Regions from separate parts of the Mus musculus genome. Here regions 2, 3, 4 and 5 are each linked to region 1. A link is a contact called in public Hi-C, HiChIP or PLAC-seq and promoter capture Hi-C data. All regions are on one chromosome and are shown on one strand. Each heading gives the region's core, a stretch centred on a gene start, on an enhancer-like site or on the middle of the called end of the contact. The rest is flanking DNA. Distances are from core to core; before and after follow the strand shown.

Region 1 (2,916 bases), core at 207-2,706:
ACATGTCTATTTTATTTCTCCACTCTGGTACTAGAGTCTAGAATGTCAGCTCCACAGAGAGTAGGAATCTCGTGTTTCCTATTCACCATACAATGCCTCCTTGTCTGTAGTACCACTGCTGGGTGTGGTGGTACATCTTAGTCCCAGCACATGGGAGGCAGAGGCAGTGGGAATTTCTGACTTCACAGTCAACCTGGACTACAGAGCAAGTACTGGGACAGCCAGGGCTACACAGGGAAACCTTTGTGCATTTGTGGGGGGTGGGGGGGATTAGAATAAAGGAGGCCCTTGTATGACCAAAGTAAGCACATGACATAGCCACTGTCAATTGCTGCCCATTCAGGAAGTCATTAGACTTGAGAAGTTCGACCTTCACAATGTGAAGAAACAGAATAAATTTGTAGGACCTTTGTATCTTTGCACAAGAGTCAGTATACCAAAAAGCATGTCTGCAGGCATTTTCTAAACATGAGAACGTGTTTAAAATGTAAAAAGGCAAACCTCAAATGCTGGAGTCAAACATAAACACCGCAAAATGGCAATTCTGCTGTTCCATTAAGATGCTTAGAGAATGGTTGTAAGTGACTTTTTAAGAGGCAAGGGGGGGGGTGTTAAAAATACTTAAGTAACGATACCGCATTGTCTATAAGAAATGGGACCTAGTTCTTGGACCAAATTTAGAAAAGGGTCTCAGATTCTGTTTCTTCCCATTCCGACATCTGGTTTAACGTAGAAATCCCTTTTTTGGTCGTATCTCCCACAGACTGACTGAGTGCTGGTTAACAAAATGGCCTGATTACTTTTGGGGGATGGAAGTGAAATCCACGAATAAAGAGACCAAGGCTCTCACGGAGCCTAGCTTTGAGACACTTTCCTCTGTCACCAGCTGACAGGGCTTTGTGTGAAACCCTGACTAACTCCAGGTTCTTACCATAAACTGTCAATATGGATTTGAGTAGTAAGTAAATAACCTTTAGAGGGCGGAGCACAGGCCATCCTCCGGCCGCAACCTGCCCAGTGCAAAGATTACAGGCATGCAGCACCACTCAAGCCAAGTAACCTCTTCCGCACCTCCCCTTTCTCGTCGGTTTGTCACCCAAGGCTGCCGCGCGTCCCCAGTGGCACTTACTGGACGCACTCGTTCGCTCGGCCCTTATTCTGATACTCCACGATACAGCGGATCAGCTGGTCATTCTCCTCCAGGAGCTGAAAGACGGGCGAGGAAGAAATGCAGGGGGCTCTCAGCTGGAGGTCCGGGGCAGGCGCCGAGCTGACCCTGCTCCCATTCCTTCCCCGGCCCACAGGCTGTCCCCACCACGGTCCGGCCCCTGCAGGAAGCTCCTGCACCAAATCTCCGGCTCTCGGTCGCTCACCCGCTGGATTGTCTCTTGATTGACCTTGGCTTTGCCGCGTAGCCAGTCAGGAGCGAAGATGACAGACATGCTGCAAAAAAAAAAAAGCTCGGGAGCCCCCGAGTCGCGCGCTGCTGACGCAAGCCTACACCGCCCCGCGTGGAGGCGGGGGTGTTAGAGACTCGACGCTGATTGGGTGCGACGCGGGGGCGTCACCTGTGATTGGACGCGCGAGCAAGCTCTTGCTTGCTCTTGCAGAGTCTATGACGCTACTCTGGGGGCGGGACTTTGCTGATGATTGATGGCCAAGAGCTGGCTGGTTTCTCAGCCTGGCTCTCCTGTCCCAAACCCTTCTAGTTCTAGTACAGTGGGAACTGAGAGGCTCCTTCCAGTCAGATCAAACCGGAAAGCACTGATATTAGCTGTTCTCTTATCCTGAAAGATACATGAGTGTGTCTAGATTCTTTCTAGGCAATAAAAAAATTTTAAAACCAGCGTATCAGGCCGGGGTCAGTGGTTAAGAGCCCCCTTGCCTGCTCTTCCAGAGGACCAGAGTTTGATTCCCAACCTCCCCATTTCGAGTGGCTCACAACCACCTGTAACTTAAGCTCCAGCAGATCTAATGCCCTCTTCGGGCCTGCACAGGCACTCAAATACATGTGGCAAACACAGGTGTAACACAGAAGTAAACATTTACTATGAAGTCGTATTGCTTATTGCCACCCTAAAAAGTACTAGCATTTTCTCCACTTTACAGAACAGAAAATAGATGCATTTTCCCGAGTCCTATTGCCAATGATGACCATCACCTTACACCTTCATTTAGAGGGAAGATCTAGAGAACTCCCTGGAGTTCTGTTTCTCTGCCCTAGAACGGGTTTGCCCACCCTCATTTAGGTGTTTAAGGCAGCAGCTTTCCCTTCATTCTAGGCATGAAGATCCAATAAGAGAAGTTGGGGTGACCTGTCTGTGTGGGGTTGGACTCAGAGATTCTTACTTCTCAAGTTCACACATCAGTCCCTCCCAGAGATTCTACAGAAGACAGGATGGGCAGAGTGGGGTCATCAAGAGCAGGGTGCACACCTTGCTTAGTACCACTCTACCCTCAGTAATTCCCATTTAGAGTGGAGGACTGATTTCGGCAGGAGGTGGTGTCAAATAGGCACAGATGTGTGTGTGGGGGAGGTGGGGAAGAAGTCTCAGCGTATAGGTGTGGATATCAGGGGGCTGGGAGGACTCAATCCTGGACTTTCTCCAGGAGGCAGTGGGAACTACGGATGGTCTTGGGCAGAAGACTGGTAATGCCTGAAAACTTTCTTGGCAGTGATAAGATGAAGGTGGAAAGGAGGTTGGGTTCGAGGAAGAGCAGTTAGAGGATGACTGCGGGTGAGCAGCCCAGAAGAGATGGATACTGTGAGAGAAATGTACACTTGAGGAAGGAGAGCTGGTCAGCCTCAGTGACTGAATGGAGAGGAAGATGCAGGAGGAACTAGGGATGGTGAGTGGGAGTTCTGGGTTTGGCATCTGAGAGATTCATGATGCCATTTATGGAATCAGGGAACAT
Region 2 (2,916 bases), core at 250-2,749, 1.7 Mb after region 1:
TTCTCTGTGTAGCCCTGGCCGTCCTGGAACTTGCTCTGTAGACCAGGCTGCCCGGAACTCAGGTTCCCCAGCCTCTGCCTCCTGAATGCTGGAGTTAAAGGCCTGCACCACCACGGATCTGCCATGTTTTGTTCTCAAAATGGGGTTTAAACTTAGAGCTTTTCACATGCTGAGAAAGTGCCCTACCATTGAGCTACATGCTTCTTCAGCTAGCCCTGTAGACTATTTCCTGAGCAGACTCAGCCACCCGGCAGCTTCTGTGTACCAAAGCTGTGTGTTGAGGATCTCAGACCCCAGATTACCACAGATAAAGGGCAGGCTGACTCCCCCACCCCCACTCTGCTTGTCCTCTGTACACATGTACATCCAGGACTGAAGACTGAAGAAAGGGCCCGTCATCCTCCCCACCCTCGGTGCCATTTAGGCAGGACAGAAGGTCACCTCCCTACTACACCCGGGGGAGGGGAGAATGGAATCCTGAGGGTTGGACTAGCCACTGACAGCATTCATCTAGGACAGTCAGAAGAACCCAGAATGCAGCGGGAGCGGGGCTGGGAGGGGGAGGGTCGAGCTTCCACGAAGGCTTCCAGGAGGAGGAGGCAGTCCTTGCTGAGCCATCCTAGACGTTGTTGGGATTCCCTCAGGTGAGCAGAGTGAGGGTGAAACGTTCCAGGCGGTGCAGTCAGAACGGGAGAGAAAAGCGCTCTAGGTACTGGGTCGAACTGGCCCTGCCGTGGGCTGACGAGGACTCGGGTGGGCTCCTGAGAGAGAAGTTGACTGCTAGAACACACTTTCTTCTGCCTAGTAGTACAGGGAGTTGGCTGCGAGCCTAAGGAAGGTCTTGGCGGGAGCAGAGGAGGCAGCAATCCGCTGTAAGTAGCCAGGGTCCGGCCTAGGAGAAACCAGATTCTTTTTTTTTTTTTTTTTAAGGAGGGATGGGGGTGGGGAAGCTGGTTCCAGCAATCTCTACTTTAGGTATTGTTCGGAGTAAGGGCTCTGGCCCGAGGGCAGAGGTGAAGGCCAGGCCCTAGGATGACCTTTTCTTCTCTCCTCATCCCTGGCTGGTCTCCAGTCTGAGCTAACTTTCTGCGGGATCTGGGAAAAAGAGGTGGGGTGAGGGCCGGGGAAGGGTCCTCAGATTGAATTGATAATAATCTGCCCTGGGCGGGTGGAGGCAGGGGAGGAGCTTCCATCGCTCGCAGCCTCAGTCTACCCAGTCTGCAGCTCGGGACTGCTCGGCGTGGAGAAGCGGGCATCTCTAGGACCCGGCTCTGCACGAAGCTCGGCTCCGCGATCTTAGGAGCCGAGCGCGGAGCAGCGGCGTCGCGGCCCGGTCACAGTCCGCGGGGAGGCTCGAGGCGGGGGAGGGGGCGGTGCCTCCGGGGCGGGGCCGAAGGCTGCGGGCTGCGGGGCGGCCTGGCGGGAGGCCCGGCGTGCGTCAGCGCCGTGAGCCCCGGAGTTTTCCACTGACGAGGAGGGCGGAGCCGCGGGCGGGGCCGGGGCTGAGCCAGTCTCTCCCGCCGCCGCCGGACGCGCAGACCTGGGCCGGCTGCACCGACGGCCGCCCGGCCGAGCGCACTGCGGGTCGCTGTGTGCGCTGCGACCCTGGGGCCGGCACACGAGTGGCTTCGGTGAACTGGGCGAGCCCTGCTAGCTTAGGTGAGTGCCACGGTTCCTGAACGCGGCGGGATGGGAAATGGGGCAGGGGGCGTCTCGGGTGAGTGGCGCTGTCACTCCAGCTCCCCGCTGATCTCCCTTGGGTCCTCCGGAGGGGACGCCGGGATCCGGCCTCCGAGCCCGACTGGAGATCTGGCGCCTGGAGTGAGAGCCCACGGCTGCGAGGTGGCGGGGGGGGGGCAGGCTTCCCCTCCCCCGCCTCGTTGTGGTTACCCCAGATGTCCAGGCGCCCCAAAGCCGGGCGCAGGTGGCAGTGGGACGGGGCGCGCGTGCCCGCGGGTGAGTTTCCTTTTGACCTAGTTGCCTGAGAACTTTTCAGAAGTTACTCGCGTGGCCGGGGCAGGTGACATTGGTCGTCTTCCTCCTCGGGCTCCCTAGGGGGAGGGTGCCCGAGCTGCGGCGTGTGCCGGGCGCCCTCGGCAGGCGGGGGTCAGGGAGGGTTTGGAGGGATGAGTGAGGAATGAGCGAGGCTTGGTGAGTCACGGACCCCGGGAGGGAGGCGGGGGGGAGAAGGATTGTGTCGTATGTTCACCTGTCACCGTCACACTCAGAGGCCACTGCCGTGAGTCACCGGGGCGCAGCTACACCGACCACCCGCGGGCACACGTAGGCTCTCTCCCACGCACCTCTACTCCCTCTTCTGCATGCATTTCCTCTCCTTCCTCAGTTTCCCCTTCCCGGAGGTCCTTTCGCCTTCATGTACTGTAGAAAAGCCTACACCACAGCAACGGCCACACACTTAGTCACTCGGGTTGCCGATACAGTCACTCCCAGATGTAGCCCACCTTCCTGACAACAGAGAATTCCTCCCTCCTCTCTAGCTACCCACCCAACATCTCTGGACCGAAGTCTCAGCCTTCTGCAGAGAGTAAGTCAATACTCTCTGCCCCCAAATCTTTGACAGCCCCGCCCACATCTCCCGAGCTGTCACCAAATCCACCCCCTTTTCTCCTTTGCGCTTGTCCTGTCAGTTCACCTGGCCCTACCCTGTGTCCTACGGGTCACACCCTCTCTGGCTCAGGCGCTGAGCCATCTTTCAACCATGCAAATCTAGAATTGTCAGTCCTTACTTACGCACTTGGGTGGCTTCCTGTGCCCTCGGGCTAACACAGGCCCTCTTAGTTGCATCGCCACCAGAAGGCGCACTGGCTGTCCTTGCTCCAGTCCCTGTACCATGCAGTGTGACCCCCCCCCCCCAATCTGGAACTCTGCCAACATCCCTCCTTCAGAGGAGCCTGC
Region 3 (2,916 bases), core at 263-2,762, 1.2 Mb before region 1:
TGGGTAGAAGCCTACCACACCAAGAGAGAAACCGCACAGATGGTCATGAAGAAGATACTAGAAGAGATACTTCCTTGATTTGGTATGCCTAAAACCATTGGCTCAGATAATGGGCCAGCCTTCATTTCTCAGGTAAGCCAGGGAGTAGGTAAATTACTGGGCACAGATCGGAAATTCCATTGTGCATACTGTCCCCAAAGGTCAGGGCAGGTAGAAAGGATGAATCAGACCCTGAAGGAGACCTTAACCAAACTGTTGGTAGAGACTGGTACAGACGGGGTGTTGCTCCTTCCCATGGCATTGTTTAGGGCCAGAAATACTCCCTATCATTTCTATCTAACTCCCTTTGAGATCCTGTATGGGACCTCCACTCCCTTGACCCTGGCTCTTAATGCTCCCCCAACCCCAGAGTGACTTTTCAAGCTGACACAGATCTTATGGCTCGATTGCAAGCTTTCCCGATCAGCCACCAGGAACTGTGACACTAAACTTAGTGCCCTGATTAACGGAGGTACCTCAGAGATTCCACACAATTACCAAGTTGGAGATCACCCGCAAGGCCAAAGAAACCATGAGATGGCTGTGGTGTATCTTTCTTCTCGTGCTGAGCCTCAGCACCCCACCCAACCCTACCAAAGTGACTTGGCAAGTACTTCCAGCCACTGGGGATGTGGCTTGGTCCACTACAGAGGAACACCTGCCTTATACCTGGTGGTTGGACCTTGTCTTTGATTCCTGGGATATCCCTACCCTAGAGACACAGCGGGAGGAATTACCTGAATGTATAAAAACTGCTTGTAATAGCCATTCGGGTTCGCCTTCTAGTCGCTTGACTTGAGGGACTAATTGAAGGTCGATCCTTCGTGCCGGAAAGTAAACCTCTTGCTTTTGCATCAATCTGTATTTTGGTGTCTCACTAGAGAATGTCACAAAGTAAGTACCACTGACCGAAGGTCATGGTCTTACAGTTTAGGTAGGAAGAGTGAAGGGGGAGAGCAAGACCTGCTAGTGCCATGTTTGCCATTTGGGCCTGTTAGTGCCCTGGTGTAGTTCCTGCACCAGTCTCAGATCGTTTAACCTTTACTCAATACACAGGGAGATAAGAGGCTGCTTCTCAACAGTGTCCCTTCCATACCACTCATCTAGATAATGCTCTTCTTACTGAGGGACCCTAAGGATTTTTTTCCAGTCACACGCCTTCCTTACAGCCTCTCACTTCTGCCGAGGGTGAAGGCTATGCCAAGTTTCATTCTCCACCCACAGGAACTTTCTTGAGTAAAATAATTCTCAGAATGACCCTCTAGGAAGTCCCAGGTAGGGTCCAAATGTGAACCTCTGACGGAGGATTAGGGTTTTACATTATCTCCAGACACAGCGGACAGGACATGGAAGTTAGACCTTCAGCCTTACTGCCAAGCCAGTGCCTAGACATCAAAGGCGCCAGGGAGGCATTTGGGCGGAGAGCAGCTGAGATGGCATTCCTCCGGGCTTCCTAGATAGACCTCAGAAGCGTACTTCCGCTCTCGCAGAGAGGCCCGCGGAGGAAGTGGGCCCTGGGAGCGAACAGCCATTAGGAAGAATGCTGAGTGCTCCGGCGTGAGTCGGTGAGCGGCTGGGAGGTCGGGTGCAGGAGCGGGCGGCGGGGCACAGTTGCGGTGACCTGGCCCGGGCGGCGTCACGGCCCAGGGCGGTTCTGCGGGGAGCGGGACGATCGGAGCGGTGTTGTCCAGCAGTCCGGTGTCCGCCATTATGACTCTCGGTATTCTTGACAAACTCCACACGTAGGTCCATGTTTGACTGTGTGGGTCGGTTATGCTATTGCCTTAAAAACATAAAAATTAAAAAAAAAAAAAAAGCCCTGCGGTTGTGATGTAAAATGTTTGAGATTTTAAAAAAAGCTTCGAACAGCTTGGTGTGATAGCTCCGGCCTGTAATCCCCGCTACTGAGGAAGCGGAGGCAGAAAGACCGGGAGCTTGGGCAATTTAATGAGCCCTTCTCTCAAATTTTAAAAGTAATAAAGGTAGAAATGTTTTCTAAGCTGAGAGGGCACGTTTGAAATTCAGCTTTGATAACGCACTTGAAAGCTGAAACGTGCTCACAGTCCCAACCTTATTTATATATATATTATATATTTGTGTGTGTGTGTGTGTCTTCTAGTGTTCAAGGAGTATTTTGTAATGTCCGAGTTGCTTGAGAGTAAAATGATTTAAATAAATAAATAAATAAAGCAAGAAAGTGAACTGATGGGGGAACCCATTTAGCTTTAGGTGACTTCATTTCGTGAGCTTCATTTTCTGGCTCTCCAGCCCAGCAGTGCTTCATTCTTAATACAGCTTCAGAAAGTCCATTGTTCTAATTATCTAAGCTTTGGAAACCTATGTTATAGAAACTTTGAAACTTCTGTCACCGGTTCTGCCCCGGTACAATGCAATTGTTGGTTTGGGCTTCCCTAACCTCCCCCTCTTATATTAGCCTGGAACTCATACATCAAACATGTGGGCAGACTGGCATAGAACTCATAGAAATCCACCTATTTCTACTTCCTCAGTGCTGGGGTTAAAGGTGTGTGCTGCCACACTTGGCCCTACATCTTATTTTTGTTTGAGTGCATGTATATGTGTGGCAGTGTACCTGTGGGGATTAGAAGACAACTTGTGGGTGTCTTTCCTGCTGCTGTGTTGGCTCTTGCGATTGAACTCAGGTTCAACTGAACTACACAGTCTTGACACTAGATAACTTTACTCAGTGGTCCATCCTATAGGCTGTTCCTGCCTAACTTTCCTGGGTAGTACTGTTCATTACCAAGCATAGCCATACTTAAGACCTTGACAAAAATAAAATAAAACAAATAAATGATTTTGTTATGTAAATGTTTCACTGTATGTGCCTATATGCCATGTGTGTACCTGGTGCCT
Region 4 (2,916 bases), core at 221-2,720, 1.1 Mb after region 1:
CTCCACCCATCTGCAGTGTAGGGAATCAACCCCATTTGTTCCTCCCTAGCTTCTTTTCAGGTTCCCAGCACCAAACACCGTGTAGAGCACCTGAGCTCTGAAAAGTCAGTGCTTTACAAACCATATGTCCCTGTCTCTCGAGAAAGCCAGCTCTCTTCAAAGAGTTTGCGTGTTCTGGCTTCCTAGAAAGAACATCTTTATAACTATGGGTCTGACCCCAATGGAGTCACAGAACTAAATGTGAGTCACAAAAGCAACAGCAAACATCTTCTGAGTTTAGTGACCAAAAAACTGATTTAAATCAAGTGCGTAACAAGTCCAAGGTTTTTCCACCCGTGTGGTAACGAGGCCACCTCAGGTGTAAACATGGTGTGTGTGTTCGCATGACAAGAGTTCAAAAAAGAAGACTCAACTCTCAAAAGTGTCTGTGGAAGGCACTCACAAGCCTCAGGTCACAGCAAACCTCGTTCTCAGCCCCTCCCCTCCTCCAGAAGGTTCAGTGAGTAAAGTTACTTGCTGCATAGCCTGACTACCTGGGTTCCATCTCTTGAACCCACACGGTGGAAGAGTTGATGCTTGAAGGTAGTCATGTGACCTCCACACACCCTCTGTGGCACACACGTCTGTATACACACACAAATAAGTGTATGGGAAGTGAAAGAAAATTCGCACACTGAATACTGGTCTCTTGACAATACGACCACAATGAATGAAGCAAACTCTTCAACACGTTTTAGTTTGTTTTAATGGATGAATGTGGTCAATGTCCGCCACACAAACTCAGGTACTCCCAGAGATCCCTGGAAGAACCTGGAGTGATAGGAGGTTGTGAAATACTCCGCAGGGACTCTGGGAACCAAACTTTGTTCCTCTGGAAGAGCAGAAGGTACTCCAACACAAGGTGTAACCCAGGCTGGCCTCAACTCCTGATATTCCTGCTTCTGCCTCTTCAGCATATCCTACTAGCAACGGACACCAGAACCAGCTCAATAATGAACTTCCTAACTTCAGCAGGTGACTCTCGTTTGCAGACACTCACGGGATGTTCTGGCATGGTTCTCCTTTCTTCCACTAGCATCTGCAACGTAAGCCTCACCACTCCCAATATAGCCTCCTGTGGTGCGTGGGTTCCGTATCTCCCACTGTGACACCCCAACCTCCTCGGACATCCCCATCCAAAGTCTTCCTGCCTCCCACGCAGGTCTCCACTCTGCAGACTGCGCGCTTACAAGGCACGAGTGTCTGACGGCGAGGGGACAGAAATGATGCTCCGCGCCCCGGGGACGCCTCCTGGGGCCCAATGCGTCCCTGGGCACGGAGGGGGGGGCAACATCGGATTGTCCACTCGTGGCAGGCTGGGAACGCTGAAGGAAGGTTGCACTTCTGACCCAGCACCGGGCGCAGTAAGTCAACGTCCGACTCGCCCGAACTATCTACAGGGCCAAGCCCCGACCCGGAAGCGCGAGCGCACTCCGGCCGCTCTAGGAGTTCCGGAGGCCTCATCTCGGTGATAACACCGCCCCACCACTTGTCGGTCCAGCGGAGTAGGAGGGGTTTGATGTGGCTCAGGGCGCCTGCGCACTTGCGCAGACTCCCGCGCATCTGCTCTGAAGATCTGAGAGGTGCGCTTTGAGACGTTTGGGTGCGTGCGCATCTGGGCAGCAGGTGGTAAGCGTTGCCCGCTCCGGGCAGAAATTATACAAATTCGCTTGAGCGATCTCTCTGGTACCAATTTTAAATAGCAACATTGATTGGGGAAAAAAAAAAAATCACACCCCCACAAATAAAGATTGGACATCAGTGTGCAGTTTCTCATGCTGATACGGCCGGAAAATTAGCTTAGCCGGTCACTTCTCAGCACCAGGTGGCTCAACTGAGCACCAGAAATCTAACGGCCTCTTCTGGACTGCCTGACCCTGCACTCACAGCATATACCCACAAAGACACAAATCATCCTGAAAAGTATTTTCATAGACTCAGCAGTTAATAACACCTGTTGCTCTTGCAAAGGGCCAAGACTCAATTCTAACAGCCATATGGTGGCTCACAATCCTATTCTAAGGGACCCAACATTCTCAGACACCACAATGAGGCACAGACCTAATATGCTGGCAAAACTCATTTGCATAAAACCCCAAACTTTAAAATGGTAAAGCAGTAAAAATGATAAGGTAGGAAAAGCTTATTTCTTACTGGACACGATGGTACTTATCTGTAATGCTAGCACTACAAAGGCCTAGACAGGAACCAGAAGCCCTACCTCAGACAATGTTCAAGGTGTGTGGTGGTTGATGGCCTATGCTGGAGGCTAAAGCATGAAGTCCCCTGGAGGCGGACAATGGTGGTGCACGCCTTTAATCACAGCACTTGGGAGGCAGAGGCAGGCAGATTTCTGAGTTGAGGCCAGCCTGTTCTACAAAGTGAGTTCCAGGACAGCAAGGGCTATACAGAGAAACCCTGTCTCGAAAACAAAAGACAGACAGACAGACAGACAGACAGGCAGAAAGAAAGAAAGGAAGAAAGAAAGAAGAAAGTCAGTCAGGCCCCTGGAGCTCAGAAGCCAGAAAAGCAAAGTGAGACCTTGTTTCCTGAAAGTTATCAAGTCCACAGCAGTCCCAACGCTAAGAAATCCTTCATAAATACCCCTGAAAACCAATCACCAAATACCTCACTGAAGTAACCATGCTTTTGAAACTGCTGGCTCCCAGGCACTGTTGTCCTTGATTTCAGTCCCCTCCTCCCCTGTCCCCTTACCTCAGGCTATACCAGTAAAGCCAGTTCCAGGTGCTAAGTTCTTAACCACCAGCATTTCAGTGCAAAAGGACTTGGCCCTCCTGCCAGCAGCCAACCTGAGTATACCTAGATATGGGCTCTGTTGCAGAAATCCACTTCCTGCAGTCCTTTAATTCCCAGCCC
Region 5 (2,916 bases), core at 258-2,757, 1.1 Mb after region 1:
CCAAGCTTGATGATCGGAGTTCAACCCCTGGGACCCACATGGTGGAAGGAGAGAGCTCACTCACAAAAATTGTCCTCTGGCCTCTTACAAGTGCAATGCAATACACACACACACACACACACACACACACACACACCATTTTCTTAAACTAAAAACATAAATAAAATAGATAAGTAAAAACTGTGAATACTGAGTGAGCCACGCACTGAGCCTCTATCACACATCCATGTCTGACTTCGTCCTGACTGGCATCTTCTTAATCAACACAAGACACAAAGTCTCAAGTCTTAGGTTGGGAGGCTGAAGGACTGATTGTTCAGATGTTGGAGCTGGAGAAAGGGGGTGAAAAAAAAGCTGAGGGGAAGTGGGCAGCCCCCCACTGGGCTCTACCCTGTGATAACTGCATTTGAATGAGCGGGGGCGGATCCTGAGGGTTATAATTGGCTCTCACTTTGGGATTCTGTTGATTACTTAGGAAAATGTGCTGGGGCTTATTTCACTTTCCGATCTTGTACCACTTTAATGAAAATTTATTACCAGCAGCTTCCTGAACCGGAAAGGAAGAAATTGAAAATACACATCTGTGTATAAGTAAACAGACGTGTGGAATGAATGCATTCTTTTTAGATGAGATGCCTGACTTCTGCTTATGAAAAATGAATAAGGGGCCTTCGGCTTCACACATGAAAGGAAGCACCAGGAGAGACAGTGAGTAACGAAGACGTAGTGTTAAGGGTGTGTTTGGGATAACCATGGGCAGTGTACAAAGCATTAAGTTTAAAATCAAAAGATCTGGAGCCAAGAGATAGCTCAGCAGGCTAAAGCCTTCGATGTGAGAATCTAAATTCAATCCTTACCACCCCCCACCCTCCCACCCCCACACACACCCAAAGCAAGCCAGGCGTGGTGGTGCACACCTTTAATCCCAACACTCAGGAGGAAGGGGCAGATGGATCTCTGTTCCAGGTCAGCCTGGTCTACAAAGTAAGTTCCAGGACAGCCAGGGCTACATGGAGAACCGCTGCCTCAGTGGGGATATGGGGATTGGGGGGAATTTAAGCCAGGTGTGTTAGCATACATCTGTAAGTCAAGCATGCCTCCTTGGTGAGATAGAAGGCAGAGACTGGAGAATCACCCAAAAGCTCACTGGACTGCTAGCTTACAGTATACAAGTCAGCAGCAGAAGCCACTGCCTACAACTCAACTCTGTAACTCTGGCTCCAGGGATCAGTGCCCTGCACGAACGCATGCCTGTGTCTACACACACACACACACACACACACACACACACACACACACACATGAATAGAAAGCATGCATGTGTGTGCACACATTCACAGAAAGCATGCATATGTGTGTGCACACATTCATAGAAAGTATGCACATGTGTGTGCACACATGCACACATGATTTAAGAAACGAATCCTAAGAGAATGGAATCTGTGCCCTTCTAGTTTATTCCTCAGCAGCATGTGCAACCGACTGCGTGAGTCAGCAAAGAAGACTCTGAATGACTCCCCTGCCAGCATCGCACTTCCGCCCTGTCCTCTACCCCCCTTTTGTATTTCACATATAATACTATGTTGACATGTTGATTGTTCTGTGAATTTCCCTCAAGACAGGAATCCTGCCTTTTCATCTATATTTCTCAAATTACAAGGGTAACAAGGACACACAATTAAACCAACAAACAAGACGTAATTCTCTTGGAAGCAAAACAAAACTCTGAACAGGTTGTACAACTGGTTCAAACAGGTTTATCCCTCATTAGTCATCAAGTGAATGCAAATTAAAAACCACAGTGAGATACAGTTCCAGCCATCAGAAAAGAAAGTCAAAAAGCCCTGGGAACAATGTAGCTGCTCTGCTGGATCTGAGGCCTCTGCACAGGAGGGGGCCCAGGCCTGGTGTTGTGGCCTGGTCAACGGTCAGAGACTCCAGGGTGTCACAAGCCATGGAGGGGAACCGCCTGCTGTTGTTTTACTAAGCTACATGGCCTTCTAAACGCTTGTTTTATACTCTAGATGGGTGCTGCCTCTGCCTTGGCCAGAAGCAGCTTCGATGTGCTGTGCTGAGCACTTAATGCGGAGACTCACAGCTGCCCATGTGCTGAGAGTAAGCGAGTGTTGAGGGCTAGCCCTACATGGGACTTTCTGCCAATGGCTGGCTGTAGGAGGAGGCACAAAGAGTGTAGGAGCTGCCTGGTGTGATGGCAAATCTCTGTTTCAGGCCAGTCTTCTATACAGCAAGTTCTTGGCCAGGCAGGCTACACAGTGATAGCCTGTCTCAAAATAAAATAAAATTGAAGAAGATAAAATAAAAAAAGAATGTAAGAGCTGGAGGATGGGGAGGAGGAATGGGAGGAGGGATGGGAGGAGGGATGGGAGGAAAGATGGGAGGAGGGTTGTCCTCTGGACTTGACACTACACCCATGAACACACTACAGCTGTGGCTATTGACCAAGAGCAAGCCAAGGGGATCAGTGGACACTCCACTGGGCAGCACCAGTTAGCCTCAGTGGAGACAGAGAGAGAAGAGAGACAGACAGACAGACACAGAGAGAGGAGGTTGGAAGAAAAAGTGGGAGGTAGTGAATTGGAGTGTCCAGGGGAGGGAAGAATGGAGAGGATGGTTAGGGGTGTATATGACCAATATACATTGTTTACATGTGTGTAGTTATTGAAAAATAAGTAAAAGGTATTCTATTAAAAAAAAAAAAAAGATCAGAGATGCAGGCTGATGGACCAGGGCAACCTTCACACCCCCAGATGGAATGTGAGAATGTCACTGAGCACGTGGAAAAGTATACTCACCATGCCAAGCCACCATTCCACCCTTTAGACCTTTATCTAAGAGGAATGAAATCCCATGCCCCTGTATCCACACTGGACCACCACCAGTTCTATCACAACACAC

What was found. Promoter capture Hi-C pulls out the DNA fragments that hold promoters and counts their contacts. Hi-C and Micro-C count contacts between places; a contact is called where the count stands out from the background. HiChIP or PLAC-seq counts read pairs in DNA pulled down with a chosen protein or histone mark.
Region 2: a Hi-C map of B cells shows a contact between it and region 1, with 7 read pairs. The contact joins the promoter of Csrnp1 here to the promoter of Ss18l2 in region 1. A contact is called at or near these places in 6 of 39 promoter capture datasets (the C10 cell line, cranial neural crest, embryonic stem cells and 3 more), 2 of 484 Hi-C or Micro-C datasets (B cells and the G1E-ER4 cell line), 5 of 115 datasets of contacts at active chromatin or transcription factors (astrocytes, embryonic stem cells, large pre-B cells and 2 more) and 2 of 9 other capture datasets (adipose tissue and liver).
Region 3: a promoter capture Hi-C map of cranial neural crest shows a contact between it and region 1. The contact joins the promoter of Zfp445 here to the promoter of Ss18l2 in region 1. A contact is called at or near these places in 1 of 39 promoter capture datasets (cranial neural crest) and 1 of 484 Hi-C or Micro-C datasets (B cells).
Region 4: a contact with region 1 is called in a promoter capture Hi-C map of pre-B cells, with 3 times the contacts expected there. The contact joins the promoter of 5830454E08Rik here to the promoter of Ss18l2 in region 1. A contact is called at or near these places in 11 of 39 promoter capture datasets (the 3T3-L1 cell line, 3T3-L1-derived adipocytes, the C10 cell line and 7 more), 7 of 484 Hi-C or Micro-C datasets (B cells, CD4 T cells, CD8 T cells and 2 more), 12 of 115 datasets of contacts at active chromatin or transcription factors (Th17 cells, astrocytes, embryonic forebrain and 5 more) and 1 of 9 other capture datasets (liver).
Region 5: a contact with region 1 is called in an HNF4G HiChIP or PLAC-seq map of pancreatic cancer cells. The contact joins the enhancer-like site here to the promoter of Ss18l2 in region 1. A contact is called at or near these places in 4 of 39 promoter capture datasets (the 3T3-L1 cell line, 3T3-L1-derived adipocytes, hematopoietic stem and progenitor cells and 1 more), 5 of 115 datasets of contacts at active chromatin or transcription factors (embryonic stem cells, extraembryonic endoderm stem cells, large pre-B cells and 1 more) and 1 of 9 other capture datasets (liver).

What each region holds. Positions count from the first base shown.
Region 1 is chr9:121,708,929-121,711,844 of GRCm38.p6, reverse strand. It overlaps Ss18l2 (SS18, nBAF chromatin remodeling complex subunit like 2), which reads right to left and starts at 1,456. Exons shown (of 3, transcript NM_026794.2): 1 at 1,374-1,456; 2 at 1,130-1,206. The coding sequence starts at 1,442.
Region 2 is chr9:119,982,362-119,985,277 of GRCm38.p6, reverse strand. It overlaps Csrnp1 (cysteine-serine-rich nuclear protein 1), which reads left to right and starts at 1,499. Exons shown (of 5, transcript NM_001357562.1): 1 at 1,499-1,659. It overlaps Gm33800 (a long non-coding RNA gene), which reads right to left and starts at 1,433. Exons shown (of 4, transcript XR_871355.3): 1 at 1-1,433.
Region 3 is chr9:122,864,602-122,867,517 of GRCm38.p6, reverse strand. It overlaps Zfp445 (zinc finger protein 445), which reads left to right and starts at 1,512. Exons shown (of 7, transcript NM_001359935.1): 1 at 1,512-1,604.
Region 4 is chr9:120,575,885-120,578,800 of GRCm38.p6, reverse strand. 5830454E08Rik (RIKEN cDNA 5830454E08 gene) reads right to left here and starts at 1,470. Exons shown (of 1, transcript NR_073359.1): 1 at 728-1,470.
Region 5 is chr9:120,592,497-120,595,412 of GRCm38.p6, reverse strand. No RefSeq gene overlaps it. Among named protein-coding and RNA genes, the nearest start is that of Gm34323, 7.9 kb to the left of the region's middle. Within about 2 kb of position 1,507, at least 53 of the 459 cell types and tissues checked have an H3K27ac peak or open chromatin away from gene starts, as enhancers often do. A contact at or near this core is called in embryonic stem cells and pancreatic cancer cells, where this site is marked.